Regions from separate parts of the Anas platyrhynchos genome. Here region 1 is linked to region 2. Evidence: chromatin contacts called from public Hi-C data. All regions are on one chromosome and are shown on one strand. Each heading gives the region's core, a stretch centred on a gene start, on an enhancer-like site or on the middle of the called end of the contact. The rest is flanking DNA. Distances are from core to core; before and after follow the strand shown.

Region 1 (6,212 bases), core at 321-2,820, 40 kb after region 2:
CTCAATTATACTGCACAGAAAAGAATCTGGAATGCTGGATGCAAGCTGTCATGTTTCATAAGCCATTTAATAATATTATATTTTATTTTTTCCTATTGACATTTAGTTTGGTTTTGAACTCAAAATATGAAGCCAAAAGAGCAAAATAAATTATCCTGTGAAAGTTAACAAATTATTCCATTGTTTTTAACAGCACTGGGCAAATCCCACTGAATTAGGCATGAATTTGTCACATATGCAGCAAGGAACTTAAAACTAATACATTGTTCCCATTGCAAATCTTATTTTTAGAGGTTAGAAGTTCTAAACTCGCTCCAGGCTTAAGCATGAGATACGCATTTATTCCAGAAGGGGAAAAAGAAAAAAAGAGAGAAGGAGAGAGAGAAGAAAGGAGGAAAGAAGGAAAGGAGGAAAGGAAGGTGACTGACAACTTGCTCTGCGTTTCTGATCACGACCAGCTGGATGAGGGAGACCCTTTGTGGACTACCGGACTAACCTGATGGCTCCGTCTGACAAACTGCATGACCTGAGGGACACTTGCACTGCCTCCTCGCCCTGCCCGCGACGAACCTGGCACCAGGGTTATTTTTGGGAAGCCGTGCCACAGCCCGAGGTGCTGCCCGCCTCGGCCAGCGCCCTCTCTGCCCGCAGCAGCACCCCGGGCAGGGGCAGGCGCCCTCCCCACACCTCCACCCCTTTCACCGCGAACCCCAGCAGTGCCCCCCCGACACCGCCGCCGCCCGGCCGCCCGCTGTCCCCCCCGGGACGCGGCGATCCCCGAGAGGCACCCCGCTAGGTGAGCCGAGCCGCTCGGCGACTTACGGCGCTGGCAGAGTCCCGGCACGGCCGCCAGCAGCCGGGCCGCCCCGAGGAGGGCCCCGGGGCCGCGCTGGCACTTGGGCACGGAGACGATCCCCGCGGTGAGGCACGCCAGCAGCGGCACCCACATCGTGCGGCGCGCTCGGCCCCGCTCCCGGTCCCGCTGCCTCTCCTCGGGGCCGCGGCTCGGCGGCGCGGCGCTCTCAGTCCCGGCCCCCGCGGGGGCGGCGGCGGCGGCGGCGGGGCCGGGGGAGGAGCGGCGGCGGCGGCGGCGGCGACGGGCCCGGCACAGGTAGGGCGCGGGGCGGCGGCACCTCAAGGGCAGCGCCCGCCGCTCCCCGCGAGGGGCTGCCCCCCCCGGCGGCGGCGGCAGCGGCGGCGGCGGGGCGGCCCCGGGCGGGCGCGGAGGACGGCTGCCTCCATCCGCCTCCAGCCCGAGCGCCCTGCCCTGCCCTGCCCTGCCCGGCCCGGCCCCGCGGCTCCCGCAACGAAACGACCGCCGCCGCCGCTGCCCCCGCCCGCCCCCGCCCCGCCGCCGGTGCGCCTCGGGCCCGCGGGTGTCCCCCCCTCTCCGCTTGCCGGGAGGCTGCGGCGGGGCAGGGCGAGGGCGGGCGGAGGCGGGGCGGCGGCGGGCGGTGAAGTCACGGCGCCCGCCCGCGCCGCTTTGTTCGGCGGAGGATGGCGGAGACCGTGGGGAGCGCCCCTCGCCACCGCCTCGGGACCCCCCCCACATCGTACACAGACCGCAATCACCCCGCCGCCCTTCCCTCGCGATTTGTGTGTGCCCGGAGTTTCCGCCCCTCCGGGCGAAGTGGGAATAACGCAAAGGTTAGAGCCGTGCCCTGGGCGGCGCGGAAAGTACCTCGCCGTGCGGGCACGGAAACCCCCGGCCCGGGCTAGGTGCGCGGCCTCTCGGCCTCCTGTCACCGCCTCCCCGGCCAGGGCGCCGCTCCCGGAGCTGCCGTGGCGTCCCCCAGGCAGGTGACACGCACCTGTGCCGGCCTGACGGGCCCGGGTCCTGTGGCCGTCACCGTGTCACCGCCTCGTTTGTAGCATTACCGAGCAGGTGGCACAGCGAGCCGTATCCTCAAATAATGCCTCAACGTGATGTGCCAGTCTGTCAGCGCAGGGCACAACATTAAAAAGTCATTCCCGTGCATATGGCATTAAATGAACTGTGGTCAGCTTTGGGCCCCTCACTACAAGAAGGACATCGAGGCCCTGGAGCGTGCCGAGAGACGGACTGTGAAGCTGGTGAAGGGTCTGGAACACAAGTACTGTGAGAAGCAGCTGAGGGAAATGGGGTTGTTCAGTCTGGAGAAGAGGAGGTTCGGGGGAGACCTTATTGATCTCTGCAACTGCCTGAAAGGAAGGTGTGGGGAGCTGGGGGTCAGCCTCTTCTCCCAGATAAACAGTGTTAGGACTAGAGAGAATGGCCTCAAGTTACGCCAAGAGAGGTTTAGGTTGGAAATGAGGAGACATTTCTCCTCAGAAAGAGCAGTCAGGCATTGGGACAGGTTGCCCAGGGATGTGGTGGGGTCACTATCCCAGAGGGTGTTCAAGGAAAGGTTGGACGTGGTGCTTTGGGTCATGGTTTAGTGGGTGACATTGGCAGTACGGTGATGGTTGAAGGTCTCCTCCAACCTTAATGATTGTACGATTCTAACACTGTGCTCTCTTACAGTCCTTACAAATAAAAGGCTGTCAAAGCATTTTCGGACCCTGTGCCAAACCTTGTGGCACTGAGATCAGGATGGCTTGTCGACTGCATGTCAAAGGTCAGAAACTGAAGATGCACTGGGTTTGTGCAAAGTCACTGAGGAGGGGATGGCAAAGGAGCAGTCCTATACTCCCACTCCAGGGATTTTTAAATGCTGTATCATTGTTCTGCTTCATTTTGGAAAAATCCCCTCTTTCAGACCTTGAGTGTCATTCTTAAAGCTGCCACAGCTCGAATGGGGATATGGTGTGTGACAAAACCATATACAGTGATGGTCACATAAAAGGGTAGCATCCACATGACTTCAGATGTGGTGGCATTCTTGGTCTAATCACTCTATGGTTTCAGAGATCACAGTTTTAACACTATACAATGATGAGCAACTTGTCTCATGAGGACTCAGATTGGTGTAGTTCTTTGAAATGACACATTCGTGGCAGGCAAGCTAAACTCAATTGACTCCTGTTCATGTTCACCATGATGTCTAAATCCCACCTCATGATGTTGCAGATTCATGATGATTCAAGTTTATCTTGAAAAGGGTCCAGAATAAGACAAACAAGTTCAAGGAAATGTCTTAATAAAAAATAAAAAAAATCCAAGCAGAAGCAAAAGTTGCAGATAGAAAACTGGGATTTTTGCCTGCAGAGTCTAAATAGTGTTGAAGGGAGGAAGAATATGCCTAATACTCCATATGATGTATTTTGTATGAACATTGTTGTCAGATCAGAATTTGAATGCTCATAGAAGCATCATGAAGAAAATGGTTCTGTCATCAACAGCATGAGTTGTCTTGTGAATTTCTAGTCATAACCTAGTCATTTCATCATACAAATAGGAAATTGAGTCCTTACATGTACCGCTTCTCGAGAGAATGATGTGCAAGGATTTGGCATTTGGGCAGACAGGCAATATCTACAGTGTAACATGGAAAAAATAGACAACTTTCATATAAAGTCTGAGAATAAGGTAACTAAAATGAACACTGAGAACATAACTAAAAGGGCAGATCAATAATGGCTGAGAACTATTCACCATGAATACTGAAAGACATGGGTATCAACAGTAAAAAAGAAGCCAAGAGTTGAAGGTGCCAATAGTTGAGGCCACTGTAACTGTTCAGAGTAGTCTGTTGGTTTATGTAAAATGTGTCTTTCCCTTACTTCTTTACCTTCATTCCTCACATAGTGGGAGACAAAGACTTCAGAAGATATATTCTGTAGTGATGGCATCTTTAAATACACTGCTGGTTAGTGTTTGGAATGCAGTAATATAAGCTGCATCTCAGAAGATGTTACGCAGATTTGGATAGCAATTCAAGTTTTACAAATTGACAAACCTAATCGTGTAATGTCACGTAGGAGACTTGGAACAAGGAACTTAAGACGACTGGAACTGGATGTAAGCATCAGTCTGTTGTTCTACCCACAGGACCATGAATGCTTGAGAAAATGTCATTGTGGAATCTCCGTCCTTGGAGATAACTGAAACTCAGCTGAACAAGTTCATGGGCAACCTGATCTTATTGGTCGTGTGTTGAGCAGAGGGCTGGTTGGGCCTCTTGGAGCTTTTTCTAGCCTAAGTTACTCTGAATTTCTATGGTGAAAGCTGTTTAATTCTCTGTTATTATATTGCATGTATACCTTATTTAATGAAGTTTTAAAAGGGTGCTTTCTTTATGGTACTTACCTTTGTTTTCCTGCAAAGAGGATATAATTGTCTGTTACAGCATTAGCCCACAGCCTCTCTTTTCAGGAAACAGTTTTGAAAATGTTGAATCTGCAATGAATGTTCAGTAAAGCTGGTCAAAAAACCCAAAACATTTCTTACAAAAACCATGTTCCTTTTTTGGTTGAATAATCCCGACCATCTTTCATGTGCCATTTCATGGGGGAGAATCCAAACCAAGATTGCAAAGGGGAGAGTGATGGTGTTTTACAACTTCTAATACCAAAACTTTTTAAAATGAAAAATGTGATAGGTGTTCATTAGCTGGTCATGTGATTTCTTAGATTATCATGACATCTTCAATACTGTTAAAAACCCCATAGAAAGCATTTCAGTATACTTAAATTGATTGCATTTCCCTCCAACTTCTCTACTTTTTTCACATTCCTATGAGACCTCACTTTGAATTGCTACTTTTTTAGTTAATAATTCAAAACTCTGCTGGGGCACAGTAATTTTTCTGAATTTGATGGTTTCACTTGATGTTACTGACATTAATGTGCAAATTCAATTTTTTTTGCTATATAACTAAATAAAAGGATCACATGCTTGTCTGTCAGATACAATTATATTCGCTATAGCTTGGGTTTTTTAAAACAATATTTGAATCTAAACTGCATCTGTTTCGTATAAAGAAGTCAGTGTATTTTTCAAATCTTCTGTAAGCCATCAGTTTAAAATGATGGAGGAATTCAAATTCAATTGCTGTTCCCAAGAAACTGATTGCCAAGAAGTCATAGACCTCTCTTCCAGCAATGTGGACTGTGAACAATCCACCTATGCTGATTTTTTTTATATTCAGTAAAATTCTATATAAAATTCCAACTTCCCTGTATAATACATAATCATATTTTTTAAACAATATGTACATCTTTTCAATTTGGCAAGGTTGTTATGCATATTCATGTAGGATGTTAAAACTATGCACATTTTTTCTCATTTCTTGTTTCAGTCCTCAGTGTAAAAACTGGCAATGTCATCATTTAAAATAGAATACGTACCCCCCAAAATAGTACTTTTCATCATACATGTATTGTGCATTAATACCTACCTTAATTACCCATCCATGCTATTGGACCTCCTGATGCACATGCAACAAAGAAAAAATGGTGTGTTATAAGGAAAAGCGGTAACCTGAAGCAAACAAACAAACAAACAAAAAAACCACTAATATTTAGAGTGTATCCTGAAGTTTCCATTGATTTCACATAGCCATCTTGTGGGCTTACAAATCTTGCTTGGGTATGTGACTTCAGTGGCTTCAATAGGCCTGCATGAGATGATCTAGCAACATTTGAAGTCTTTCTGAATTTAGCTCCTTGACACTTACAGTTTGGACAACATTATGCAGAGATAGGTGGGATAACATCTTCGGCTTTCGATACATTCCAGCCTAATTGCATTTGCGTATAGTATGTCTAACTGTTGTTCTTATTCACCGTTTACTTGCATGGGTTTAAGTGTAAGGTGAAGCTTTTTCTGGGCTGTATGCCAGCAAAATTCTCTCCCTTCCACTTTTCTATATACAATTACTTGCAATACCCCAGCAGTACATTTCTCTTCCTTTCTTACATCACCAATTTTAATATTAAGAATTCAGTTAGTAGTACTCCGGAAATCCCAAGTATTGATCTTGTGTGCTTCAGTGCTTGCCAGAAGCATACTAAAGCAGATGTGTCTAATAAAACAATAAACCTGAGATATTTCACACCATTTCAAGAATTTCAAAGCAGTTGGATTCTCAGCCAAAGTGGTCAGTGCACAGTTGTGATCTCACCTTATACTCCATGAGACAGAGACAGCAGTGAGTCCTTGGGTGAGAAGGTATCATTTTGTTAAAGGTTCACTAGGTCAAAAACAGTGATATAAGCTCTACGCAGACACTTGTTTTCTAGGACATCTGTAGTACAGAGGGCTGATCTGTAAATTAATATTCAGGGGGCCT
Region 2 (5,827 bases), core at 2,831-5,330:
CAGCATTAATGTCTCTATGAGAAGTGCCCTTTCCTGGCTACAGAAAACTTGACTTAAGGCTGGCAAATGCAGATCTTGGGGCTGGGCTGAAGTCAACGGGTAGATGCCCAAAGCATTCTCAGAAGCTCTCAAGGAGGCCTGAAGCATCCATGTTTACAGTACTTACTGGCACCAGTTGTCTCTTTCTAGATTAAATGCAAGCATTTTTTGATGAGTAAAGATGTAAAAAGCCTGTAGAGCTGAGGATTGCAGACTGTACACTATGTATTTCCAATGCGTGGACAAGCGTTGGAAATACAGGACAGAAACAGTGTCACCCCTGCCCAGCCAGCCTGCTCTGAAAAGGCTTCCTGCCCTGACATGTGGAGCAGTATGGTCTCAGAGCACCATCTCTGTAGGGATGCTATGGGAAACTGTAAGGTGCCTTGTGTCTGCTTGGGATGCCCACTGCAAAAGCAGTAGGACCTCTCTGTCCTGGGCTTCACTATTCCTTATGGACTAAGGGTTGCTTGAAGCTGCTTCACATGTTCACTCCCCGTTTGCAACACGTGTGCATTTAAGTATGCACACTAAACAGGAAACAAATAAATATGATCAGACTGGGAAAATAATTTTTTCCACTGCAGTCTGAAGAATACTTTACATAGCAGGTTTTCATGACACCATAGAGAGGAAAAAATAAATCCAGTTGATTATAATGGATAAAATGTAAACTATGCCTATACAAATGTCCTTCCTTTTTAAGGTCCACTTGAAACACTGCTTGTGAACGTAAGGGAATTTCAGCTGGGCACAATGAAAATTCCTCACATACCATATGCACGTTTTCTGGATGAAACGGCTATTTTCCCACACACATCTACAGTGATGTTACTAACATGCTCATGATGCTTGGAAATAATGCATAGTATTTCTTCATTTTAGAGTCTAAAAAAAATCTGAAGATGCATGTTTTAATTGCATAATAGTGTCACTTCTAAAATGTTATACAATTGATAAACAGTAAAAATAATGTGGAATTATAATTAAAAATTATACACACAGATTTTTACCATTAACAAATCTGCTTTGAAGAGTCACGCAGATGCTCTGTCTCAGAGGAAATCTAAAAGCAATCGTGCTAAGCAGTTATGAGGTGCCACAGTATCTGTCTGTATATTTTTGGGTATAGGCATGCGGTCAAATCATTTGACCTTTTTTTCATTTTTTAAAGCATTGTATTATAAGAAGTTTTATTTAAAAAGTTTGAAATGTGCTATTCTGAGGATAGATTTTTCCCACCTATTTTTACTAGCATCTTTGACGCACAATACATTGAAAACTAATCTGAATTAATTTGTCTGTAATATCTAAGCACTATAGGAAGCACAGGCCTTCTGCAATTGCTGAGGAAATTCCTTGTGAATTACAGGCTGCTTTCTCATTTAAGGTCATGTGCTGAGGGAACACAGCTCCCTAAATAGTGAGGCTTTTGTTGGGCTATTCATCTCCCGCAGCAGCTCTTCTGAAAAACATGGTCAAAGGCAGAGCGAAACAAGTACCAAGTAAAGCCAGAGTTTCTCATGGATAGATTCCATCCCCAGAAACAAAGCCTCCTCCCAAGGATCCTGCTCTATATAGGCTCCCCATGGGCCTTATAAAAGCCTTGACCTGTCACATTAGCAGCAGCTTATTCTTTTTCACTAGCTCCCTCCACAATACAGCAAAACACTGAGTGAGATGCAAGAAAAGGCCTTAAAAATTATATATATTCAATATATATATTTTTTTTGCCTTAGGACAGCAAGCAGTTTACATTGCAATTTTGTCTTGCAAGCCTGCTCAATGCAACCAGAGCACATGAAACATTCAGGCAGGTGTGTGATAAGGAAATACTGGCCATGCCCCTTCACAGGCAGCACTGCAATGCCAACAAAGTGCTACAGGAGAAGACTGGCAGCTATGTGACGTCTGGATGATGGGCGATACAGATCAGATCTTTCTCCCCCAAAGACCCCAGTTCCATTGTCCCCTACCCACACAATTAACTCCCTCTAACAGAGAAAAAATAATTTCTAGAGAAAAAACCAAAACAATAGCTAACACTTCAGTAAGTAGCTTAAGAGCTGTAATGAGAAACGTATGCTGAGGAATCTTTTCTGTTCAAAAAAAATGTATCACATTGTTTAAAGAACATAACCATGTTAGCCTTTTGTTAAACACTCAGATATTCCTGAGTGAGGTTGTATTTCTTTGCTTTGTTTTGCTAAGTGAAACAGAAAATCAGAGATTTTGTTTCTTACTTGCCTAAAAATACTACTGAATTGTGACAAGGACAATAGTAAGCAAACCTTTGCAGATCTTTTATCTTAATTCCACTGATACCAATGGCTCAGAGTCTGCTAACTTACATGGGAGGAAAATGGTTCTATGCATTTTAAAAAGAAAAGGAAAGTTCAAGGTATAGTTAATACATTACAGAGCAAATCTTCAGACAGAATTAATTTATAACTAAGATGTTACAATGAAGCAATCAGTAAAACCAGGGTCAGTGTAAGGATGACCTTTACTTTTAGCTGAATGGTCGGAAGTTCGGGGACTACTTTGAGGATTGCTTCAGAAACATTTCATACGTTAGTTCACAACTATTAAAAAAAAAAAAAAAAGCCCTAAAATCTAAACCTTTTATGACAGTTTAATTGAAAGACCACTGCTCCTGTTTTTATTTTTCTCAGTCCCTCACTTGACACATGACCCAAGAAATTCATTGTGAACACTCACATAATATTCATTTGTTTTGCATCCTACTCTCCTGTCACCTCTATATTACTCAGATTTCAGTAGGAATTTAAGAAATATTGAATATGAAATATTAATACATACTAATTTCTACCAAACTGCATAGGAAGTGGTCCTGTTTTGTTTGTGTTACTCTTATCTATGGCGATTACAGATTAATATTTCAGTAATTAATATTGCTAAAATGACTGCATAATATCTTATGAGATGATTTTTTTTTTCTTTCCAGCAAGATTTTAGTGCACATTTCACAGACAATGACCAGAATTTCTTAGGGTCTTGAAGAGTAATTAAGGTAAGTAAAGGTTAGCTGACTCTTCCAATTAGCATACAGCCATAACGCGTTTTCTACTGCTACAGCCAGTTTCAAGGGTAAGAAAATGCTTCAGTTTGACCTTGTAGCTCAAATTCTGCACTCAGATCAGCTTATATTGATCCCACTATGTTTAGAAGAGTTTTGCCCATCTCTGAAGGCAGAATCTAATCATACATTTATTAAGTCAATTAATGTGTTCTCTTGAGAAAATGACTCCTGTCTTCCTCACCTTCTTTCAAACTGCAGATTATTTTTCACATCACACTGGACACATTTCTCAATGCACAGTCACAAAAATTGAAGTGGTTAAGTAAGAATTCAAGAAAACTAATCCCGCCAACTAATTTACTTAGAAAAAAGAGCACGTATGTAAAATCAGACTTATGTCTGACATACAAAAAGAACAAAGCCCTCATTTGGCAAAACACTGACATGTAGCTAGCAAACCAAACACATCTCTGGTGCAGTTTATCTGATTGCAATGGAGTTGATGCTGCTGACTCCAAAGGCGAAGTGAGGCCAGCAGTGATGCCATGTAGGCATCACTGTAGCATGACACTGGTGGACAGAGGAGCTCTCATTTTCTGTATCCACTTAGTTTTTCAAATATCTTAAAATTCATACAAAAGTTTTTATGTTGAAACAAATAAAAAAGCTAAAAATTTCTCTCTATCAGATATAAATTATCTTTAAGTGACATAATGCATAAAAAACTATATATATATATTTATCTGTGTGTGCACGTGTGTATACACACACAACTATGCACACACACCAGTAACTAAGCACTCATTTAATCCAGTCATTTTTATTAAGTAACGAGGAAAAGCTAAGAGGCTAAAGCAGACAAATCAGTGGAATTTAGTCAACTGAGAGAACTATAAAAGTACCATTTACTCTATTTAAGAGCATTTGAATAGTTTCACCTATTGCTATAACATACAGCAATGTTAATATTTCAGTCACAGCTTTGTCCATTCTTACAGAGCATATCAGTACTAGCTACATGTACAGCGAGATCAGTGCTTTGTCAGACCTGTTCATATCTACATTCTATGCCAGAACTAAATAAATTAGAATACATTAAAGTGCTACATCAACACTAATGTTCCTGAACAGTAGTAACGCACATTCCTCTTCCAAAAAATAAAAAAATAAAAAAATACAGCAGCTATAGTTCAAACATAGTCACATTATGTGAATATGCTTACATGTCACTTTGTTACAGTATCCAACAAAATGCATGACACAAAAACAAACAGCAACAGTCAAGACTCTGACAGAGTGGTAACTTTTAAAAAATAGAGAATGATGAAAATAGAAATTTGCAGAAAACACACAGTCTTCAGAATTCACACTTGAAAGTTTCGTTTAATCGTAACTTGCTGATGTCGATATTTATTTCCTCTGGTTTGTCTCGTCTGTATGTTACTGTTCTTGTACAAACAGTAGGCAAAAACATCTTATCCTTGAAGGAGAAGATACAATTTTTATCAACAATTAGCTAACTTTTATGTGCAAGAAAATATTACTGAATAGGATGGCTCGGAAATCAATTACCTTCTTTGTTGCAGACACTCTGTAATCAGCTGAAGATTTAACTTTATTGCTATTCCCCTGCAGAATTATCTGCCTGATGATAAGTACAACAAGCAACCCAATCAGAAATGTAACTATAAAGATTATGGAAAACACTCTGAAGTAGCTTCGTCCAGAGAAACATTCTGCAATGAAAGGAAAACACAAGTGAAAAGCCAAGTACAAGGAATCTGCACATTCCTCAAGCACATTTATGCCTGCTGCATATTAAAAGGGCATAAATGTAACACAAGTCTGATAAAAGTTAAGGGAAAATAAGTTGCCATACACAAACTATTAAAACAAAGCACATCAAGACCAAATGGTCAAATATTATTTTTTGAATCTATAAAAGTAAGAGTAAGGCTTCACTGTGTTGGCCACCATAAATTCTCTGCCAACTGGTAAGTTTACAGCTGAAACAGAGAAGATTAATTTGTGGAGGCATGCGATGCCAAAACTGTTTAATTTTCACAAGATTAGAGCACATATAATCGGCAAAATATGAAAGAAAACACAGTTTCTTGATTACTTGTCCAGTACTCTTTTCACTGGCCAACTTCTCTCACACAGTTGGCTTTCTTCTAATTAATATGAAGCCCAAGAGAAAAGTGTTCTCAATTAGTTTTCTCATTTATGAACCTTAAAAGAGAAAAATGTGAAGTGACAAAATAGCCATTTATATCCTTTTTTCTTGCAGTGTGGACCGTTTAAGCTTTACAATATTTTATCAAAAAATATTTTAGTCTTTCAAAGTCCTCATAACTATATATATATATTTTGTACTTGAACACAATTTCTTGAACAATAAAAATACTTGAACAGTATTTAAACATTGCTGAAAGTGAGGTAGGCATTATTTAATTATTCTTAATTTCTGGTAATGTCAAATTATGTATACATATCTGAAGTAATAAAACACCCAAATGCCATTATGGATATTTATAAATATTTCTTTAAGCATTACTCAGGCAGGATTCGTTATTATTAGATGTAACTTCTCATGGAGTTGGGAAGTCTATTTAGCAATGCTTGCCAGTTACATTTCCTGTTATTATTTATCTTTTATTTTCCCTGAAGCTAGGAGTGATTGCTCCCTTTTTCCTGCTTTGTTATTACAATAATACTGACACACTTTTGAAAGACATTGTAACA

Evidence for each region. A called contact is a pair of places that touch in the nucleus more often than the background predicts.
Region 1: a Hi-C map of small yellow follicle shows a contact between it and region 2, with 1.9 times the contacts expected there. The contact joins the promoter of ITGB8 here to the enhancer-like site in region 2. A contact is called at or near these places in 2 of 8 Hi-C or Micro-C datasets (F5 follicle and small yellow follicle).

Annotation. Positions count from the first base shown.
Region 1 is chr2:127,199,509-127,205,720 of IASCAAS_PekinDuck_T2T, forward strand. ITGB8 (integrin subunit beta 8) reads right to left here and starts at 1,571. Exons shown (of 15, transcript XM_027450911.3): 1 at 823-1,571. The coding sequence starts at 1,552.
Region 2 is chr2:127,156,996-127,162,822 of IASCAAS_PekinDuck_T2T, forward strand. ITGB8 (integrin subunit beta 8) reads right to left here. Exons shown (of 15, transcript XM_027450911.3): 13 at 4,655-4,818. Among named protein-coding and RNA genes, the nearest start is that of ITGB8, 41 kb to the right of the region's middle. Within about 2 kb of position 4,081, at least 2 of the 8 cell types and tissues checked have an H3K27ac peak or open chromatin away from gene starts, as enhancers often do. A contact at or near this core is called in small yellow follicle, where this site is marked.